Regions from separate parts of the Capra hircus genome. Here region 1 is linked to region 2. Evidence: chromatin contacts called from public Hi-C data. All regions are on one chromosome and are shown on one strand. The core of a region is the stretch at or near the end of the contact, and the rest is flanking DNA. Distances in the headings are between cores, read along the strand shown.

Region 1 (6,717 bases), core at 94-2,593, 57 kb before region 2:
TGCCCGTGGCAACCTCTCAGCTTCCCTTCTAGACCCTTTCGCCGGTTGCTCCATTCCCCAAAAGCGAAGTCGCGCAGTCGTGTCCGACTCTTTGTGACCCCATGGACTGTAGCCTGCCAGGCTCCTCCGTCTATGGGATTTTCCAGGCAAGAGTACTGGAGTGGGTTGCCATTTCCTTCCCCAGAGGATCTTCAAGGGATCCAACCTGGGCCTCCCGCATTGTAGGCAGATGCTTTACTGTCTGAGCCACCAGGGAAATCCATACCCCAGCGGCTGCAAATAATCTGCCTGCACTCACCGTGTCTTACGTACTTTCGCGCTTAATGTCAGAAAACCTCAAAGGAAGTTTCTCATAGCTTCTTTACCGTGATGCTGAAATGAAGGCTAGCAAGGTTAGTTCTTGCTCAAGGTTACACAGAGGATGGCCAATCCTTGTTCTGAACTTTTCCTGCTGCTCCTAACTTCCCATCCCCAGGTCCTGCATACCTATAGGTACACCCCGATCAGTACGACCCTGTATCCCTCTGTCTTCTGTTTATTTAAATCCTGAACTTCTTAGGCACTTGAGGCCCTGCCACCCTTTTGGGGAACTTGCTGCCTGGCAGTACTCTGGGGTGTCCCTCATCAGTGTAAATGCCAGCCTTTAGCATAAGGCTTTACACAGAGTCAGTGCTTAATAAACATAAGCTGTGTCAGTGTCAGGCAGGCACAGCAAATGTCCAGGGGATTTGTGTGTGTGTGTGTGTGTGTCTCCTCAGTATAGCTCAGATCTGCATAGAGCCAGCAACAACAAACACCCGTTAAAAATATGTGAATGAGGATTTAACAGTTTAACATTTCTACTTTGTTCTACCTCTTGTTGAGGTAGAACTGGCAGTAGAACTGAGGTAGAACTGAGGTAGACTGACAACTCCCAGAAGGTAAGGATGAGGAATGTGGGTGTGTGTGTTGGGGGTGGGGGAGGGGGCGGTATTGGGAGAAACCGAAGAGGCACAGGGCAGGGAGCAGAGCTTTCCCATGCTGAGAATAAGGCTCACATAGAGAATGAGAGGGGGAGAGAGAGAGATGCCAAGATCTAAGTCAGAGCGGAAGGAAAATGAGCCCTGAATAGGAGCCTTGTGTGTGGCCCTGTGGTGCTGACTCACCAAGACTTGGGAGAGGAAAACACACTAGGGATGAAGAAGGGGCCTGTGTGCTGTGGCTACCAGTCTGCCACCCCTAGACACCCGGTCTGCCCTGAGGCCCAGATGGTCTTGAGAGGTTTTGATTTGGGTTAGGTGGGCTGGGGGTGGGGGTGGCCACTATAAGGGAGATGGGGAAGTCTTTGGAGAATACAGAAGACCCTTCCTGGGAGAGCTGTGGGTCTGAGTTCAGGTGGGCAGGAGGAGCAGGGGAAGGAGGTGTCTCTCCCCAAATATTCAGTTGCAGTCTCCTCCACAGGCAGGTGTGGCAGGTCAGACTCACAAGCCGGGAGAGGTAGGTGCTCATGGCTTCAGAGGCTTCTTGTCCATTCCGGAGGAGGAAGTCATGCCTTGTGAGTAAGTGCTTCCCAGAGCTGATGCTACAGATGGAGGCATAGCCTCGGAGTAGAAGCTCTGCAATCCTCCCCACTCCCAGCCTCACCTTGGCTGTCAAACCGGTTCACAGGCATGAGGATGGGATTTTTGTGGCAACCAGAATGGCAGGTGGCCCTAGGCCAGCAGGCGGAGGGCAGAGCCCTGGTGGACAGGATCAAAGGTCAGACATTGTGGAGAAACAGGCGAGAGGAGGAAAGAGCGCCTGAGGGAACAGCCGGGGCTGGGCTAGGAATTCTGGTCCCAGGTCGGCTCAGGAAAGGCGCAGGTGGCTGAGCAGAAAGAGTGAGCTAGACCTTTAGACCTAGCCTTGTTCTCCCCATCTGCAGCACAAGGGAGCTAGAGTCAAGGGGCTCTAAGCTTCCTTCTCACTCTAACACTTGATGATGCCATGTGTCATCCCTCTCTCTTCTCCCCACCAAAGCCTCTTCTCTTTCAGTGTCCTGCTCCTAGCTCAGTCTCAGAAGAAAGCTAACAAACCAGGGGTTCATACTTAAATGTATTACTGTCCACAAACTAATGTTCTGAACTTCCCACATGTATTACATATTTAAAAAAAATTATTTACTTATTTGGTTGCATCGGGTCTTAGTTGCAGGATCTTCGATCTTCCTTGTGGCATGTAGGATCTAGTTCCCTAAGGACTGAACCCCAGGCCCTTGCACTGCGAGGGCAGAGTCTTAGTCACTGGAAATCCCAAATGTCCTACATACTTTCTACTATAGTATGGCCACTGGAAGGAGAGTGGACTTGAAGGCCTAATGAGTGAAGGTTTGAATCCCAGCTGTGCCCCTGACTCTCAGCCCAGCTGGGTTGTAGGACCTTGAGCAATGTCCTGGGCCTCAGTAGGCCTTCATTACTTTATGGGTCAAGCAGGAATAACCTGCCTCTTTCAGTAGTTGTGTTGATTAAATGAAGTAACACATGTAATATACATGATTGACAGCTTGGTACCAAATAAAATACTCAGAAAATGTGTCCGCCCACATTTAGGGGACTTAGTCACGACCAGAAAGAACAGAGTCTGAGAGATTAAGGTGCAGGAAGCTTACCAAGAGCTTCCCTGGTGGCTCAGAAGGCAGAGAATCTGCCTGTGCTGTGGGAGACCTGGGTTTGATCCCTGGGCTGGGAAGAGCCCCTGGAGGGCGTGGCAACCCACTCCAGTATTCTTGCCTGGAGAATCGAGAATCCCCATGGACAGAGGAGCCTGGCAGTGTACAGTCCTTGGGGGTCGCAGAGTCTGACACAACTGAGCAACTGAACACACACAGGCTTATCAGAGAGAACCCTTGGAATCCACAGGAAGGAAGAGGGGAGGGAGGAAAAAGAAGAGGTGGGGACAGTTGAGCTGTAGCAGTCTCAACGCAGGGCTTAGTCAGCTCTACAGGGAGTTTAGAAGCTCGGATGACCCGTCAGAGCTCTCTTGATTTGGGACAAGGGGGCCAGGTCTTTATGCTCCATATCAGTCTTTGGATATGGACTGCCCATGAAAGGAGATGTGACCTTGGTGTCAAATTGCTTTCCAAAGGGCTTACAGCCAAGAGCTGTTTCCTGTCAGCATTTCCTGCAGCTAGGAAAATAAATCCTTCATTCCTGAAGGGGGACCTGCGTGTTTACCATGCTGAGTTAATTAGTAGGACTCTTGTCAGATTAAGTAGGTGACTCCCCAGGGAGAAGGCCAGTCTTGCTGCTACACTTCCCAGTAATTTTTCCAAGCCAGCCATTTCACAGTGGTGTGGGCAGAGCCACGCGACCTTCCCAGTGCCCCTCCAGTCTTAACAGCAGCACAGACGTTCACACCACTGGGACAAAAGGAGAAACTGCTTTCATATCCCTCCAAGGGAAGCAGTCACTTGCAGGTATCCCAGGACCCACTGGATTCTATTCAAACCTTGTCGTTCCCCTTTTGCTTATGGAGACTTACAGGGTAGGAGGGGACATTTATGGGTAATGTGGTATTTTGGCAGAAGGTCCTTTGTCAGCGTGGCTTTTACACATTCCTAGGTCTTCTCTACAGGTTACTTGATAATGTTTTTGCAGACTGCTGTGGCCTGGGAGCTCTGTCAGTCTCTCTGAAACAGGACTTAGCTTTCATCTGAAGACCAAGATAAGCCAACTGAAACATATTGGAAACACAGGGAGATGGTGTGGAAGTCCAGGTAAATAATGCTTTGGAGAGAGGAGAAAAGGCATTTGCTTCTTCTCTAGTGAACTGTTTCCGCCCACAAACAGCTATTTTTGCTAGGACCGCCTTTAGTGACCCTATATGGTATTTCCACCCCACCTGCATTATTGTCTCTAGTCTCTTTTTATAACATAGTGTGTCCCCCAACTGGATTGTGAGTACCTTGAGGTTTTTCTCTAATAGCTATGTTGGTTTCTGTCTCTATCTTAATTATATAAGAGATCTCAGTTGCTTGAGGGGAATTAGTGTTTTTTGTTCCACTTACCTGAGCTGATAAATGCCTCTAGGTTAGGGTGGTAAAGCAGCAGCATGGTGTCCTGTGAGGTATAAACCTGCCTCATGCTAAGCAGCAGCCCAGACACTTATCTTGAGCTCCACCTTGGTCCACTGATTGGAATCTCTATGGGGAGGGGCCTGGAACTGGCGTAATGAGTGACTCAGGAGATTCTCATTTGGGAAACAGGTAGTGGAAGCAGCAAAGCACTGGGTTTTCAGTCCAGCCCTGTCACCTACTAAGGTACCCGGTACAAACCTCTGGTATTCACCACTACCTCATGTGTACACCAGGGATAACACTTTGCAGCACCCTTGCGCCAATTACTAAGGGAAGATGTGAGTGAAATCATTAACATGGTCCTTGGAATCCAAGTAGGCACTCTTGACTTCGAATACCACTGACATTCTTGCAAGACAGATTCCAGAGCTTTAAGTCATTTCCTTCTGTTAGAGGCAAGTGAGTTCTTGTGAAAGAACAAGTGAGGGTTATGAGGAACTATTTCTCAAAATGTGATCTTCAAATCACCTGCATCAGCTGGCCCTCAGGCCCAGTCCCCAGGAATCTTTATTTTTAGCAGGATTCCTGTGAGTACAACACCAGTTTGAGAACCAGTACCCCAGTGTCCTTTCTCTTCCTTTGCTTTTACCAGTAAACTGGCCATTGATATGTGAGCAAATGGGTGGACAGGCTCTCAGGTTTTCTCAACTAGTTTTATAGCAACTAAAATTATTCTTTTGGAACAAATGATGCTCATTTCCTACCTGTGATGCATTTTTCAAAAGACATTTGAAATTCTGTTTCAAGAGCCAAGCATTAGAAGTACTCTTTATAAGTTACATATGTGTACCAAGTCGCTTCAGTTATGTCTGACTCTTTGCGACCCTATAGACTGTAGCCTGCCAGGCTCCCTGGTCCATGGGATTCTCCAGGCAAGAACACTGGAGGGGGTTGCCATGTCCTCCTCCAGGGGATCTTCTCGACCCAGGTAGTACTTGCTGAAAAATGGATATAACCAGTAATTGGCTTAAATGCTAGGAATGTAGATATGTAAACAACCACACTGTGTGAACATCTTTTGTACATCAAAGGATTTTCAAGTGCTCTTATCTGGCTACACTTGCATTTGCTAACAGCGTAGCAGCAATAGCACTGGACCAAGACCAGAGTCATGAGTCATCTGTGAAATGAAAGGGCTGGACAAGATCAGGCGTTATCTTACAGGACAGGATTTATGGATGGCTTCAGGGTCTCTGGACGCCATGAAGCCATCAACTGAATTTTGCACATAAGCATATACATTTTTATGGGGACAGCGTCCATCTATTCTAAAGATCCTCAAAAGGTCCAGAACCCCCAAATGATTTAAAAATTATAGACTGGACTATTGTGAAGGCTTCTCTCAGCTTCAAGATTCTAAGGAAAACCAATGTCCCATGTCCTTTTGGGGTCTAACCTGGATAGGTCGTGTATCTTCGTTTGCTTTTTTTGAAGCCAGGAGCCAGTGGTCCCTTTTTCCCAATCTGCTCCTCCCCCAACAAAATGGGCCCTGCTGTGCAGCATTCTCCACTTGGTACAAACAAGACTGCTTCTGCCCAGACAGTATGGTTTAAGTTGTTTTAATGTAGTCTGCTATAAAAATGGATGAAGACTTCTGCACGGTACATTTGGTTTTACAGGTGTTAATAACTGGTGCTTGCGCTATGTGCTGCACATCATGATGATCTGTTGGCCAGGAACAGCTCTCGCAACATGGGTTAAGACCAGAACTGGGAATCATGGAACTTTCACTTAGCACACACACAGTCTACGGCAAACTTAAATACTAATCTATAATACCTAATTGGATTATTTGATCCATTGCAGTATTGTGCTTGTTTATCTCAGAAGATAGGCAACTAGCAAAAATACACATTTCTTTTGCACTTCCCCACCCCCATATTACACTGTAAAAGTAATACATTATTCAGTGCACTTTCTAAGAAATAAACTTCCTTATAGTATCTCTCTCTATATATATATCTATGCCAAAACAAAAGAAGAGCACAATGCAACTTGTAAGATTACCATTTAAAGCAAGAGAGGTAACAATACTCTGGGATTTTAGCCCCCCTCCTGTTTAGAGAAGTTCCAGTTCGTGTGACAATGCACGGGAATAAGCTTTAATGCATGACTGCTCTGGGAAGTTTAAGATAACCTCTTTATCATTTAGTAGACATGCTAGGGCATTACCAGTATTTTCATTTTTCCTTGATGCATTGGCTTTAGTCAAACCACAAGCTGTGCAGACACCAGTGTACTCCAGAGTGATTCATCTTGATTTCCATCACCTGCTTTCCTCCCATCAACTCATATTGGGTTATGAGGAAATAGGTTTAAATCATAACAGGTCGTGCTGTGTTCTTAGTCACTCAGTCGAGTCCGACTCTTTGTGACCCCATGGACTGTAGCCCACCAGGCACTTCTGTCCAAGGGGATTCTCCAGGCAAGAATACTGGAGTAGGTTGCCATGCCCTCCTCCAGGGGATCTTCCCAACCCAGGGATTGAACCCAGGTCTCCAACATTGCAGGCAGATTCTTTACCAACTGAGCCACCAGGGAAGCCCTGGCTGCTGGCTAAGTGTTGACTAGAACAATGTATGTGAGATCTCTCCATCCTTGTGGACACAAAATCAGGTAACCAC
Region 2 (6,823 bases), core at 4,019-6,518:
AGTGGAAAAAAAAAAAAAACGGATGTAAGAGACTTTGTTAAGAATGTACAGTAACTTAGTATTGGTTCTATTTAAGGAGATAAGAGGAGAAATAATCCCAGATCAGCTGAGGTTTTAAGGCTGGGTTACTAGAATGATGATGCCTTTAACAGAAACAGGGATGTTAGAAAAGGAACTGGTTTTTTCGGGGAAATGATGACTGTGATGTGAGACAGACACTGAATGAGAAGTAATTAGCCCCCCCCCCCCTACCAAGAGGAACATGTTCAAAGTCAGCGAGTGTGGTGAAGGCTACAGGTTTAGAAGCAAGGAAGTCTTTAGGGATGGAGCCTTTTCAGAAAATCTCCTCTCTGCCTTCAATTTGGGAACAAGAGGCAATAAGAAGCTGACACAGGGCTGGACCAGACCTTGTCTGTGCGGTCAAATATTGGACCAGCTAGGAGACAGCCTGGTTCTGTTCCCACTCTAGTTCCACTGCTGTAGCAGAAAGGCCTACTCAGCAGAAACCAAGGAACGGGGACCTCTTCCTCCCCCAAACCCCCAAACTTAGTGCTTCTTTCCTCTCTAACTTACCCATCAGTTGACTCTCCTCCCCATTATAATTTATAGCTCTTATCTCCCATTGAAACAACTCATCCCTGCTTGCTTCTCCCTCTGCACCCCTTCCTCCCTGACAGACCCAGAGCACACTTCAGCCTCGCCTTGCCCAGCGGCTTTGTACAAGGGATCCATGCAGACGCTCCCAAGGCTCAGGGTCAGAAGTCTTTTTTTGTCTGTAAACCCCATCATCCTGTGCTCTTTTTGTTTTCCTTCCTAGTTTCTATTTGAACTCAGTAACAATTAAGGATTACATTCTTTGTGGCTCCAAAAGATTTAGAAAGGATTCATTTAGCAGCAGAGCACACAGTTAAGAGTGAAAGCTCTGGCTTTGGACCTGAAATACAGAGCTTGGAAATAGTTGGCAGGGAGAAGCCATATTACTACATTCTTTACATCAAAGCCTGTTTGTAGTCCTGCTTCCCTCAACCCACAACCCCTGTCCTCGACTCCCCTGCCCTCTACTCTTAACTCCCCATCCATGGTTTCTTCTCATCCATTTTGATTGTTCCTATGAACTGCTCCTTACATTGGAGGCAGTAGAAGAGCTGTCTTCAAAAGGGAAAAAAAATCACTATTAATCAAAATTGCCATGGAAAATCCCTTAAATCTCACAGAAGGTACAACCCTGTACCATGATCACACTATCCATGAAACTGTTTATATGACACTGAGAGTGAAGGCACTTGAGACAGTTTGGAGTGGAATAACTGACAACTCAGAGAGAAAACATCAGATAGTTGAATCCCTTGCCTTTCTTTTTCCAGGGCCAACAAGTTTAAGGAAGATAATGCACATGACAAAATTATGAAACACACACTGTAAGACACACACACTGTCCTAAAAATTCTTCTGTCAGATGTCTGAGATCACGACATACACAAGCTGTTTCCTTCTACTTAGGAAACGTAGCTATGTAGTCAAACATTTAAAACCAAACCAACCCATAGCTAAAATCAGATACTAATTCTTCACCTTTGTTTAAATGATAAAGGAGTAAAAGAATATTCAATATTAATTAACTCACGTGCAGTGCTATAATAATGTCAATAATACCTACCAATTATTGAGTGCTTCCTACATGCCACGTTCCTGTAATCCTTTTTTAAAAAAAGCCTCTAAAAGTCATTTTTAAGTCACAGCTGAGGAAACTGAGATATGGTGAAGGTAGAAAATTCTGCCCTTCTCCTGGGTCATACAGCAAAAGAGCAACAGAGTTGGGATTTGAACTCAGGTTTGCCTTTAAAGTCTGTGCTGTAAATTAGCACACTTTATCGCCTCGCCATAAATAACCTATCTTCTCACTGAAATGCTTTGAACTAAAACTAGGAAGATTCAATTTTTAGCTATTAGCAGCAAACATTCAGGAAATAAGAAAAAAATGGCCTTTGGTAACAGGCTGATGAGCTATTCCTGGGGTCAACCACCAGACTGGACAAACTTCCTCTAAAAATATCTCTGCTTCTTGTATCATGCCACTAAACACCAATTCAGTGGCCTAAAAATCCTTGTATCAGGTATCTGAGATCATGACATGTAAAAGATTTGTTTTCCCCTACTTATGCATCTTAGCTCTATGTTGAAATATTTAAAATTAAACCAACCAATAACTAAAATCAGACATGAATTCTTCACTGGTGTTTAAATGCTAAAGGTGTAGAAGAATATTTAATATTACATTTAATTCACATAAAAAGTGAAACACTATTTCACTAAAAACATCCAAGAAACACCATTCTGCTCCACTCAGAAAAGTCAAAAATTCTAATCTTGTTCTGCAGATTAACTAGTAGTACTGGAAACCTGATTCTACCAAGACACAAATCCACTGTAGGCTGAGTGCATTATGCCCACCACAGTCAGTCTGCATGATTCCATTCAGCGACCCAATACAGTGTGTATCCTTGATCATGTACTTGGTCCTAGTTTAGAAAAGTATAAAGTCAATTAGAAATTCATTTTTAAAAAAATCCCAAGGTAGATCAGAAATTTGTCAAAACCAAACTCTCAGAAACCATTTTTAAAGAAAAAACAGTTCCTAGTGTGTTCTCCTAAATTCACTTCATTCCTCTCAGGTCAGATTTTTAGAAAAATAAAATGCTAAAAGACTAGCACTGATTACATTAATAAGTCTGGTTCAAATTTCAAACTTCAAAATTCATTACTTCAAAATTATATATCTAACCAGCAGACATCTTCTACTACAAAATTCAGTATTTTAGAGTCATTGAAGATACTGGAGCGCCAGAAGACATCAGATCGGGAAAACAAGGCAGAAAGAAATGGACTGTTTATACCAACAAGATATGCCATATCTTATCAGTACATCTTTCTAGTCTACCGGAAGGTGTCAGCTTCAAATGAAGTTCAACACTCATTAAGTCAAACTATATACTAGGCACTGTGAAAGGTATAAAGGTGAAACAAAACATACTAACACCTCCTGAAGACTTTATAATGAGATAGACTACACATACATTAGAAAAATCTCTGCATACGATGCTTTTCTTCATCTAACACTACTAAACAGGTGTCGAAAAAGTTAAAGATTTCTGCGATTCAAATGTGTATCGAATAAATCTTGCTTGTTATGCCAAGGAATCAAAGAGCATTATTTGCTTTTTCCTTTCTGCTCATAAAGGCCCTGGCAATCACCACAACTTTGTTTTCCTTAGTCTCTTTACATTGGTTTATTTTCTTTTCTCTGTTCATAAAGGAAGATATATCTTTTGGGGATTTACTGCTCTGCTTTTAGTTTTTCTCTGCTGCTATTGCTGGGGGGCCCTTACCAGCCCACTGCAGTATGCTTGGTGTGTGCTGGAGAGACCCTCCGCAGTTTCTTCTCTGGGCCTTTTTATTGGAGATCTGGAAACAGTCATTGAGTGGGTCTATGCAGAGGGAGACTGGCTCCGAAAACGTCCAACCTAACTATTCAAAATTAATTACCTTCATGACGTCTACCTTCAGAGACGCTTATCAGGAAAGTAACAGACAGCCCTTATGATTGCCCCTCATGATTCCAACTCCTCCAATCCCATTGTTACTATCTTTGACTTCAGAAAACAGTAGTAAGACAGACTTTGGATTGAAAGCAAAAGAAACAACGCTAAAAAATATGGCGGATTTTAATGTATAAAAGCGCTAGCAACAGATGGTTAATGGGGAGTCAATGGCATTTACATTAGGCCAAAATTATCAATATTTTGCACCTGCTGAAATGAAGGTCTTTATGAGCACCCTATAGAGACTCTCTTTGGTAGTCACATGTGTCTGAATAGCTAGAGTTTACCTTGCTTTTATTAATCCTTATCTCTGAAATTTAAAATGTGCTTTTAATTTTTATCCCCTGAATTTTGGTAGATAATACTGGTCTTGTAAAGCCAGTCAACATCATATATATATATTACACATCAGTTTCTCCTAGAGGAAAAAACCCACCATAAAATAGGGGCTAGAGAGTAACCAAAGGCTACCTGACCAGATTAATCATAAACCTAGACCACTGAACCTGAATTTTCTTCAAACACTTCCTCCCTTTTGTTTCAAAAGAACTACACCTTCAAGGTTAACTGCAGTCTCCCTGAGCAACAGACCAGCCCACCTAGACTGGAAGTCACTCATTCCTAATCTAAAGCTCTTTATTTAGTTATCTGTACTGCTTCACTTGAAAGCATGCTGTTACGGACAGTCCAACAATATACACTGCATTCCTACCCACAACGACAACTCTGTAGATATACAACACGCTCAATTCACTGTTTAATACTAAAAGGCGATTTTTCATCAAATTTTCAGGAAGAAATAGGATAGAAAGCAAAAACGAAACGCAACTCAAACCTAAAAAAAAACAATCCTCAGAGGTTAGGTTCTCTTTCAAGTAATAGAGTAAAGGTACAAAGCGGGGTCGGGAAGGGTTACTATTTCTCCTCCTCCAGAGTCAAAAAGTCCCCAAGCAGAGGAACTCTCGATACCGCCCCCCGCCCCCGCCCCAGCTCAATAGGAGAATAGAGGATTCAGGGGGAAGGCTCAGGAATACAGAATGGGGGATGGGAGGAACCCAAGTTGGGGAAGGCCGATTCGTCCGTGGAGCTGGCTGTCTAGGTCGGGTCTTTTGATTTTTGCATCGTCCCATCTCTCTTCTTTTTGAAAACACTGATTTTTATCTTATGGATAAAATTACCTCTGGTCCCTCCCTTGCGAGCAAGGACAGGTGTTGGAAGAGATGTCTGGCCTCCTAGGGGTACAAAATGGGGGCGGGGGCGGCAGTCTAAAGAATGGGAACCTGTACGCCTTCTCCCAAGGTTGAGGGGCTAGGTGAGGGACCTTTTAAATGAGGGGTGTCAGGAAAACCAGCCCCTTCTGGGAAGCTGGGATTGATGGGGGACAATAAGTAGCTGCAAGCACCCTCGAAGGATGAGGAGCCGCCTCCTCAGGGAATACCGGGAGGTAGAGGAGACGGCCCCGCCCCCTCAGGGGATGGGCGCGAGTGGCAGTTGGGACGGTGGCGGGAGGACACCGGCGGTTCTACCCCTGTTTTTCTTACGAGAACCTGGCCTCCCAGCCGCCGCCAAGCCCCGGCGCCAACGGCTCCTACCTTTTCCCGGCGCTCAAGGTTCCTCTCCCTGCCGCCTCCGCCACCCTCTCCATCCACAGCCCCTCGAAGCCCCGCCCCTCAACAGCCAGGCGGGGGCACTGGCATTCGGCAGAGCCAATGGCCTCCTCGCCTCTCCAGCCCCGAAACCAATCCGCGCCGGCTGGAGGAGGGGCTTCTCCAATGTCATTTAGGCTCCTCCCGGGGCCCCAAGATCCCTTTTGTTTGGGGAGAGCCAAGCTGGGATTGAGCTCACGTCACTTCCGGGAGGAAGCGTAGTCCTCCTGCCCCGGCTCGGGGTGGGCTTGCGCCCCTCCGGGCCCGGATTTTGCAACTTTCCACCTTCTATGGGCTTTCGGGACCAGATGGTGGCGAGTGCTTCGTGTGTACCCTCGTTGTAGGGGAAGCTCAGGAATGGGTTTCGGGTGTCCTGACTGGGCACATTAACGTTTCATCCAAAATGTTAATAAATGAAGTGCGCTCTGGTGTTTAGAAAACCTGTTGTTGAAAACCTGGTAACGTGGCTTGCCTGTTCTACCCCCCGACACACTTTTTTTTTTTTTTGGCGGGGGAGGGGGGAGAGGGGGACAAAGCGTGTGCTAGAGAAGGGAGCAAAGACGAAAAACCCAGAGACCCCTCTTTTCACATTATATTTGGAAGAGAATAGTAGCTTCTGGAGCCCCTGGAACCCCTGGAGCGGAGACGCCGGGTAGCTTTCCAACCCGACTTCCTTTCCAGGTAGAAATCGAATGAATAAAATTTGTGTGTCAATGTTTTCTACGCTGTTTTCCAAATGAGAATTTTTGTGTCTTTGGCCCCATTGTACTGTAGGCTGCCGCAGCCCTGCTGGGACAAAGGACAGTAGAGGATGCAAGGAATGTCTGTCCCTCGTGAACACAGGAGTGCAGATCTGGTGGCAGCAAGCCCTTGTTTAGTCGCTAAGTCACGTCCGACTCTTCTGTGACTCAATGGGTCCGCCAGGCTTTTCTGTCCATGGACTTTTCCAGGCAAGAATACTGGAGTGGGTTGCCATTTCCTTCTCCAGGGCATCTTTCTGATCCAGAGATCCAACCCGCATCTCCTGCATTGCAGGTGGATTCTTTACCGCTGAGCCACCTGGGAAGCCCCGCACTAAGCCCTCCAGCACCAAATAACCCAGAGAAGCGAGAGGGTGCATCCCTTCCTGAGGTCAAAGTTTCTGGATTTCTTTTTCCCGTTCACGGATTCCAGTTCAACTGGTTAAAAGAATAATAATCACATTGCTTTAAATATAATACATGCTTACAATTATTTATAATGCATAAGTAATATGAATTAATTTCAATGTATTATTTCTAATATTAACAATTATTATTAAGCAAAGCAGTACCGAGGCCTCCTACTCACCTAGGCAGACTGTCTCAAGACAGATCCAGCTCTGTCCACACGCAGTTTGCAGTCAGGTGGAGGGATGTAGTCAGTCTGCAAACATAGGGAAGTTCGAAGGAAGCAAACCAGTATTAATGCCGTTTTGTTGCATAAGTGCTCAGTCAGGTCTGACGCTTTTGTAACTGCATGGATTGTAGCCCACCAGGCTCCTTTGTCCATGGGATTTTCCTGGCAAGAATGCTGGATTGTGTTGCCATTTCCTCCTCC

Evidence for each region. Hi-C and Micro-C count contacts between places; a contact is called where the count stands out from the background.
Region 1: a contact with region 2 is called in a Hi-C map of blood, with 2.7 times the contacts expected there. The contact joins the enhancer-like site here to the promoter of CTTNBP2NL in region 2. A contact is called at or near these places in 4 of 5 Hi-C or Micro-C datasets (blood and liver).

What each region holds. Positions count from the first base shown.
Region 1 is chr3:89,765,192-89,771,908 of ARS1.2, reverse strand. CTTNBP2NL (CTTNBP2 N-terminal-like protein) reads right to left here. Exons shown (of 5, transcript XM_018045918.1): 5 at 5,637-6,717. Among named protein-coding and RNA genes, the nearest start is that of WNT2B, 24 kb to the left of the region's middle. Within about 2 kb of position 1,343, at least 3 of the 5 cell types and tissues checked have an H3K27ac peak or open chromatin away from gene starts, as enhancers often do.
Region 2 is chr3:89,712,231-89,719,053 of ARS1.2, reverse strand. It overlaps CTTNBP2NL (CTTNBP2 N-terminal-like protein), which reads right to left and starts at 5,268. Exons shown (of 5, transcript XM_018045918.1): 1 at 5,192-5,268.